Linked DNA regions of Mus musculus: regions 1 and 2 are each linked to region 3. A link is a contact called in public promoter capture Hi-C data. All regions are on one chromosome and are shown on one strand. Each heading gives the region's core, a stretch centred on a gene start, on an enhancer-like site or on the middle of the called end of the contact. The rest is flanking DNA. Distances are from core to core; before and after follow the strand shown.

Region 1 (2,718 bases), core at 83-2,582, 6.9 Mb after region 3:
TGCAATTTTAAAAAGCTAAATATGTATGTGACTCCAAATATAGAAGTATACACACGATTCACACATATAATAACTTATTTATGGATAACCATAGAAAAGTTTAAGAGTCTTTACCATTAGTATCCGAGAAGAGTGGGGTGCGAGGTATTTAACAGATGTCTGGGGCTTTTTGTTGTTATTGGTTTGTTTGGTTAGCTGTTTTTTTCTTTATTTCAGTGAAAATATAACCATGCACTTATTACTTGTGTGATTTTAAAAATACACAAAGGCACCTTCCTCTGGCATTTTGATCAATTCAAGATCTGAGGGCTTTCTATTGCAGTCGTACTGGATATGGCTATGGACTTGTATCTGTCTCCTTCTCGCCCATCCAGGAGTATGGTTAACTCCTTAGCAGTGGGAGAGCTGTATACCCTGCAGAAGGCCTGGAAGGTTGGTTGTCTAATAAATAACTGCTACTGAAAGGTGAAAGAAAACAGTTTGCACAGAAAAAGCCCATCTTCAGTAACAAAAGGTGTTAAGAAAGAAGCAAGGGAGGCTAGCTTGCTGGGCCACCGCAGCTGCTGCTTCGGAAGAAAATAGACGCGAAAGGAGATCCAATATTTAAAAATAAAACACAGGGAAGGTACTGATGCCTTGAGTTGAGCTTTAGACCCAGCTAAGTCAATAACCATTTTCACTTCTCTGCTTTCTGCCCTGGAAATGCTTAGGAGGAGGAGTACTTTCCTAGTTCTAACGCGTTTTAATTCGGGTGGGGGTGGGGGTGGGGTGTGTGTTTCCTGAAGCGATGAGCTCCGTCCCTGGTGGGTAGTAAGTTTAAAAGGGCAGGTTTGTAGCTTAGCCTCTCTCGGGCCTTCGTGCTATAGAGCCTTTGAGGGATGAATTGACCTTCATCACTCAAACTTGCACAATTCATTCTCTTTATAAATAACCTTGGTGCCATATTTACTCTGTCACTGTGTTTGTTAGCAGCGGACCTCCAGTCTACGAGAGCATGGGAATCCGAAGGAGCAAAAAACTGCAGGTGGGCACTACATACCTACGTGCCAATCGCAGCAGGATTCACTTTTATTAATAACTACAAGTCTATAGAAGAGAGTATGGTCAATGTCATCCCCTCCCGGCACCCGAAATCAAGCGCTTTTCCTTTCCCGGGGATTGTCAAGCTCACCGCCAAGCGCAGGCTCCACTGATCCTAGGGCCGCCCTGCCTGAGGTCCCAAGCACCAGCCTGGCCAGCATCACAATGGGCTCTCTGGGACCCCGGGGCTGCTGACCACTTCCTTTCCTCGGCTCCTTCCTGCTCTTCTTCCTACAGGCGCTGTCCAGGCTCTTGAGCGCCCCGCAGCCAGCACCGGCAGAAAGAGGTACTGCCACACAGTTACTGTTTTACTTTATTAGGCAAGGTTTTTGGCAGGTTTAAATTCAAGTGTGTTAGCTTTCCATTGCTACATTAACAAGTCACCACATATTTACTGGATTAAAACAACAGAAATTATAGTTTTTTTTTAAAAACTCCTGATAATATTTTACTTTATTTTATTTTTAATTGCCTCATTTCTTGGCTCCTGGTCTTTACCTGTCTTCAAAGCTTCTTCTAAGCATCTTCAAATCTCTCAGGCTGACCCTTGCATCTACTGTAAGCCCTATCATTTGCCCTTCTCTCTTCTTCCTCTAAGGGCCTTTACATTCAGATCACTGGAATAATCCATGTCAGCCTCCCCAATTCTTGATATTTTTTTGTTTTTGTTTTTCGAGACAGGGTTTCTCTGTGTAGCCCTGGCTGTCCTGGAACTCACTCTGTAGACCAGGCTGGCCTCGAACTCAGAAATCCACCTGCCTCTGCCTCCTAAGTGCTGGGATTAAAGGCGTGGGCCACCATGCCAGGCCCCACTTCTTGATATTTTAACGTGCTAATATCTGCAAAGTCCCTTTAACCAGGTGTGGTGGTTAGAATGAGGGTGGCCTCCACACGCTCATATATTTGAATACTTAGGGAGAGGCAATAGGACGTGTGGCCTCGTTCAGAAAAGCAGGCTTTGATGTTTCAAATGCTTAAGCCAGGTCCAGAAAGTCTCTCTCTTCCTACTGCCTGCAGGATCCGATGTAGAACTCTCAGCTACCTCTCCAGCACCATGTCTGACTGCGCGTCACCGTGCTTTCTGTCATCACAATAATGAACTAAGCCTCAATTAAATGTTTTCCTTCATACGCGCTGTGGTGTTCATGGTGTCTCTTCACAGCAGTAGAACATTGACTACGACACCAGATACAATAACACATCACAGGTTTCAGGGATTACAGCATGTATGGGGCTTGGGAGTTGGGGCTTTCCCCTTCCCTACATAAAGTCTCTCCTTCCCTTAACTTTATCCTGAGTGTAGTTCTCCAAACATAATAAAAGTTGCATTGAACTAGAATTAAGTCAGTTAAAAATTAATATATTAAGTCAAACTGATATTAAAATGTGTGCCCAGGGGATAATTCCATTAAATATATACTTTGAAATCAGCTTACTTTAATAAATCAGTATTTCTTATTGTATGTTAGGTGTGTGTAGTATGTTGTCTGTATGTGTATGGAATATACGTACTTGTTGGAGAGGGTGCATATGTATGTATAGAAGTCAGAGGTTGATACTGGATATCTTTCCTCAATCATACCACCTTTATTTTTTGAGACAAGGTCTCTCACTGAACCTGAATATGATCAAATCAAT
Region 2 (2,700 bases), core at 166-2,665, 6.9 Mb after region 3:
TACCTTGGCTATTAAGTTGGAGTCATTTGGGTATATTCTGGTCAGTGGGTCATGAAAATTGATTGGGTTGTTTCTATTTCAAGACTCTTAATACTAGTTATTAAAGAGCTCGCTTGAGTCATGTTCTGCCCAGAAAGATGTTGATCTTGGAAGCAAGGAACATTGAAATGAATAGTTGGGAGATAGAAACCCTCTAGTTCTCTGAAGATCTAGAGGGCAGCCAGGAAGAACTAGCCAGCTTTAGGAAATACCATGAGAATGAGACGAATTTTCAAGCTAAGTTGGGGGTATAACAATGTTATAACAATGAAGCCTAGTCTAGCTCATCCAAATTCAAGAATAAATGTATTTCACAGGTTAATTGTGTACGTGCCTAAGTGGGTGGAATTTAAAAACATCTTTTCTATAGTTGGCATACTAGTTTCACTTATAGAAATTGTTTTCACTCCATTCCACATCTCAATTAGACTCCACTCACAAAGGAAAAACATTGGTGCTATCTTCCTCGGAATTCTTGACTAATTTTCAGGTGTGCCCAATCATTTAGAGACATTTTTTAATTTAAATTAAAACTTAAAAGATTTAGATAGATCCTCACCTGTCCTAGGCTGGCCCAAAACAACGTATCTGAGGGTATTGAATACCCTTAGCTTGCAGGTGTATATAGTGCTGAGTATCACCCAGAGCTTCTGGGGCACCAGCAAGCATTTTACATCCTTGATTATCTACATCCCTTTTCCTCTTTTCCCCTAGATGGCGTCTCAGCATGAAGCAAGGACTGGCCTGAAACTCCTCATGTTCTTGACTCTGCCGCCGAAGTACAGTACGAAACGCGAACGCAAAGTTGCAATGATAACAGCAACATTTAAATATTATTTAATTGCATTTCTGCGGCATACCCATTTGGAACGTAAGTGTTAGCTAGATGTACATTTATATGCTCATGTTTTTAGGTAAACAAGTAGCCGGCTCTGACATAAAAAGATTGCTACTCTAAGTTAAGTCTACACTTAACTCGTTAGGCTTAATACCGACAGGAACTTTACTAAGAGCACTTACATCTTAAGGCCAAAATTACTTTCATTTATTTCTCCTTTCAGCCCTAGGGAAAAAGCAGTCATATACTGCCATGCTTTCTTCAACGCCAGTGTGCTATTTCTGAAGGCCTACACCGTGGATTAACAAGATCCCTAAATGGACCCAAAAGAAAACCGCACTAGACCAGAAACCCAGTGTGTGGACGCTCTGGAGGAGAATTGGCAGGAAACCTCGGGGAGAGCCTCTCGCCACCGGGAGCCTCCGCCCGTGTTTCCTTAGCTCCCGCCTCAACAAGCCCATTGGCGGTCGGGCGGTTGCTAGCTTCCTCCGCAACTAGGGCGGGCCGGAACTTTTGTCTGCCGGAACCGGTGTACGCCGCTCAGTGTTGTCGACCGGCGTCAAGGCGACGAGGGTGCTGTTCTCTTCCTCCGGCTGCGGTGGCTGTGGAGTTCAGCCCAGCCAGTCTGGTAGGAGCACAGTCGTCCGGACTGTGTCTATGGTCGCTCCGCGGGCCGCTTTGCTGGCTGGTGCATTTGTATCAGGGCAAGCAGTATTATTCCATGGCAGGGAACTTCTGGCAGAGCTCCCACTAGTAAGTGAGCTTCCATTTTCTCGCCTGGGGCCGGGGCTGGGGCACAGGAGGGCTGGGCCTGCCCATCCCTCGGGGTTTCCATCCTGGCCGCTGCGGGTGAGCCCTCCCTGGGAAGCCGGGGGTCCGAAACGTGATGCTGTCGTTTGCGAGCCTCCCCTCTTCTCACAGAGAGATTTCGGGAGCAGAGGGGAGGTGAGCTCGAAGGATGGGTAAGAGGTAAGGGGTTTGATCTCCGGGAAGGGAGTCGGAGGCGGTTTCATTTCAAATTTGGGGTTTGATTGGTGGGATGATGTGGGCACCGGCAAGGGAAAGAGTGACCCATTGTAGCTCTGTGAGGTTCCCTGCTTTGGATGGACATGGTTGGCTATTGCTAGCTAGCTTGTTTGTTTGTTTGTTTTTTCATAGCAGTGATATTATAATCTCTTGTCATTCGCCTTACTGTAGATTTAATATTTACTCAGAGGAGAGGAGTGAGTCGTGCTTGTTTCTACCTGCTGCTTCCTGGCCCAGCCTTATGCCTAGATTGACACCACTACCCCCATCCCCGAAGCAGTGTTTCTCACGTTGAGGGATGGCTGCCCTAAAACTCACAGGCTGGCATCGAACTTAATGAAATCTGCCTGCCTCTGCTTCTGCTTCTAAGTGTTGGAATTAAAGGCATGAGCCACCAATTGCAGGCTCCTAAATTGACTTTAATGCTTCTAGAATTTGCGAGCACAGGGGCTCTCAAAATATATCCATTTTCATTCATTAGCCAGTGTCTTATATTTTGCCTTAAAGTCGTGTATTTCCCAGATTTTGTCCTCTTCCTTTAACCACTTAAATCACTAAATTTTAATGTCTTTCAGTGACCATGGAAGGGCTAAAGTAATCTTAAAGATATTTGTCTCTAAATACATTTGGTTAAACATGCAGGAAGTTGTATGCTTGGGCTAAGCGTTGAGCAGGCTTTCCACTAAATACATAAAAAATGAACAGGACTAGATAGAGACATTTAGTTTAATTAAATTTTAGTGGGAAGAGAATAACAAAATTTTAATTCTGTGAATTGGTTTGCTTGTTTCCCTCTT
Region 3 (2,700 bases), core at 67-2,566:
ATCTGGCAATAACTTATACTTTACATGGTTATTAGGTTAAGGAAGTAGGCACTTTTTTGCTGTTCTTCCATTTAAAAAAAGAAAATCTGCCCATAAACCTGGTCACAAAAATACTAAAGAAATGTACAGCTAGGTGTGGTGGTGCATGCCTGTAATCCCAGCACTTGTGAAGTCACACCAGTAGGATCTGAAGTTAAAGTTCAAGGTTTAGCCTCTGCTCCAAATCCACATGGGTGACAGCCTAGACTACAAGGCACTCTGTCTAAAAAAACTAATGTCGAGGAAATGTGATGTGTGACTGTATGACTCGATTTCAGAATTTTGAGACCGTATTCAATAAGCAGTTCAACACACTCAGACAGCTGTTTGCTCGGGCTCAGAGACAAGCTTCGCTCCCCATACCTTACTGTCCTTGAAAGTCAATTGCTTCAATTGCTCCAGTTCTTCCCTGTGTTTTTGCTCCATTTCTCTTTCCAATTTAGCAACATCTTCCGTGAGCTGCTTCCTCCTCTTTTTGTCGTTTTTGGGAACAGCGTTCTTCATTCCCTGAATTTTGGCTAAAAAAAGTCATCAAAACAGCCGTGTCAGAGCCCCCGGACCAAAAAGCGAAAAGCAGTTAAGAGGGTGGGAAGAGGTACAATTATAGAATGTAAAGTAATTATAGAAGCAATTAATCATGACACAACAATCAGCTACGGAGAAAGGTCCGGATGAGGCTTGCGACCCAACGTAAACACAATCTCGAATTTGTTTGGTTTGACAGGGCAAAACCAAGGTTAAAAAACTATACTAAGGTAAAACTTCTGCCTTTTAAATATCTTTCTCTGTGACCGACAAGCCAAGGAGAAGCAATTCAGACCACACCACTAAGGCCAGGCGTCGGGATCGGGGGCAGGAATGGGAAGGGAGGAAGAGGAGGTCCAAGACTTTGGTCTCCAGGCACATCACTCAGCAGCAGCACGTGCACCGGACCCGCTAGGGGTCCACGGCAGGTCGCACACGGGGACATCTCCGGGGACTGCAAATAAGGGGGTCGAGGGAATGGGGAAAGCTGGAGAAGACTGATCAAAAGTTATCTGAGGGAAAGCCTAGACGGATCCAGGACGTGTGCCCGTCCAGGTACCAGAGGACACACTCCACGCTCCCAGCCTTGGGTGTGGACGCCTCTTACATTCCCAGCCCCTTTCCCGTCACCTTGCAGCTCCTTCTTCTCCTTCCGATGCCTTCTCACCAGCTGCTCCTCATCATCGAGCTCTTCAGCCACGACCTCCTCCATGACGACCAGGCGGCCCGGCACCCGCGCTGAAGGAGATCCGCACCTCAGGAGGGCCAGCACCTCCCACTCCTCAACCCTCACCCGGGGCGCCATTGGCCGCCGGGAAGGCCCAGCCCCGCCTCAAGGCGGCTCCGGATCCAGGTCTAACCACTGAAACCGGGAGACGCCGACATGGGCTAGGGCGCCTGCGCGCTCGGACCGCTCTGGGCGGCGCGCCGGAAGCTGGGATTGTGCGATTAAGGACGCGCCCGGCGCTGGAGCAACCGCAGCACAAAGCTACGCGCCAGGCGATTGGCCCTGACGGGGCGCACGGAGATGACATCACGGACGTTCTTTCGCACAGCTTTCAATTTGTGCTTTAGAACGCTCCGTAGTTGTCCTCTTTGCCAAAACATGTTGAAAAGATTTTTTTTTTAATTTTAATAAAAGCGTGGTTTGTTTTCAATGAGGATCTTTACGTTATATTAGTCATACACTAGGGAATGGTTTGTTTTTTGTTTTTTTACAATGTGGTAAAAGGGGAAACGCTAAGTAAGGAATGCCTACTCTTGAAATAAGTGATGAAAGAGATAAAAAAGGACTAAGCTTAGTAAAGTCCATTTGCTAAATTCAGTTGTAAAACGATTAACAGTGATGTCAGGGTGTTTTGAAGATTTGAGGCAAGATTTAACAAATGTAACTCGTGTGCCACAAAAACAAATTAGCAAAGGCAAACAAGAATGCTCACGGAATGGTGGCAGGAGTGGAAGACTCAGAGTGTTGGTCCAGTAAAATTTAAAAAAAAAAAAAAATCTCTATTTAGGGCTGATTGTGGTTGTGTAGGCCTTTAATCCCAGCACTTAGGAGGCAGGCAGGCAGATCTCTGTGAGTTTGAGGCCAGCCTGTCTACATAGGGAGTTCCAGGATGTCCAGAGAGTTACATAGGTGAGACCCTGTCTCAAAAGTCGATAGACAGGGGCTGGCGAGATGGCTCAGTGGATAAGAGCGCCAACTGCTCTTCTGAAGGTCCCGAGTTCAAATCCTAGCAACCACATGGTGGCTCACAACCATCCATAGCGAAATATGATGCCCTCTTCTGGAGTGTCTGAAGACAGCTACAATGTACTTTCATATAATAAATAAATAGATCTTAAAAAAAATAGATAGACAAACATATTCTTTTTTATATATAAATGCCTGAGACAGAACAAAACAAATGAAGTTGAAATAATATTTCTGGAAATAATTGAAAACTTATTTCCAGAGATGAATAATGAACTGCACCTACAACTGTATAAACCTGTAAGGGGTTGTATTAGTCAGGGTTCTCTAGAGTCACAGAACCTATGGAAAGTCTCTATATAGCAAGGGAATTTATTGATGACTTGCGGTCTGTAGCCCAAACTCCCCAACAATGGTGAGCAGCAGCTGTGAATGGAAGTCCA

The links. Promoter capture Hi-C pulls out the DNA fragments that hold promoters and counts their contacts.
Region 1: a contact with region 3 is called in a promoter capture Hi-C map of pre-B cells. The contact joins the promoter of Tstd3 here to the promoter of Otud6b in region 3. A contact is called at or near these places in 1 of 39 promoter capture datasets (pre-B cells) and 1 of 484 Hi-C or Micro-C datasets (B cells).
Region 2: a contact with region 3 is called in a promoter capture Hi-C map of pre-B cells. The contact joins the promoter of Ccnc here to the promoter of Otud6b in region 3. A contact is called at or near these places in 1 of 39 promoter capture datasets (pre-B cells) and 1 of 484 Hi-C or Micro-C datasets (CD8 T cells).

What each region holds. Positions count from the first base shown.
Region 1 is chr4:21,765,879-21,768,596 of GRCm38.p6, forward strand. Tstd3 (thiosulfate sulfurtransferase (rhodanese)-like domain containing 3) reads right to left here and starts at 1,333. Exons shown (of 4, transcript NM_029840.1): 1 at 1,172-1,333. The coding sequence starts at 1,241. It also overlaps a transcript of Usp45 not described here.
Region 2 is chr4:21,726,286-21,728,985 of GRCm38.p6, forward strand. Ccnc (cyclin C) reads left to right here and starts at 1,416. Exons shown (of 12, transcript NM_016746.4): 1 at 1,416-1,630. The coding sequence starts at 1,599.
Region 3 is chr4:14,825,097-14,827,796 of GRCm38.p6, forward strand. Otud6b (OTU domain containing 6B) reads right to left here and starts at 1,317. Exons shown (of 7, transcript NM_152812.4): 1 at 1,195-1,317; 2 at 403-557. The coding sequence starts at 1,276.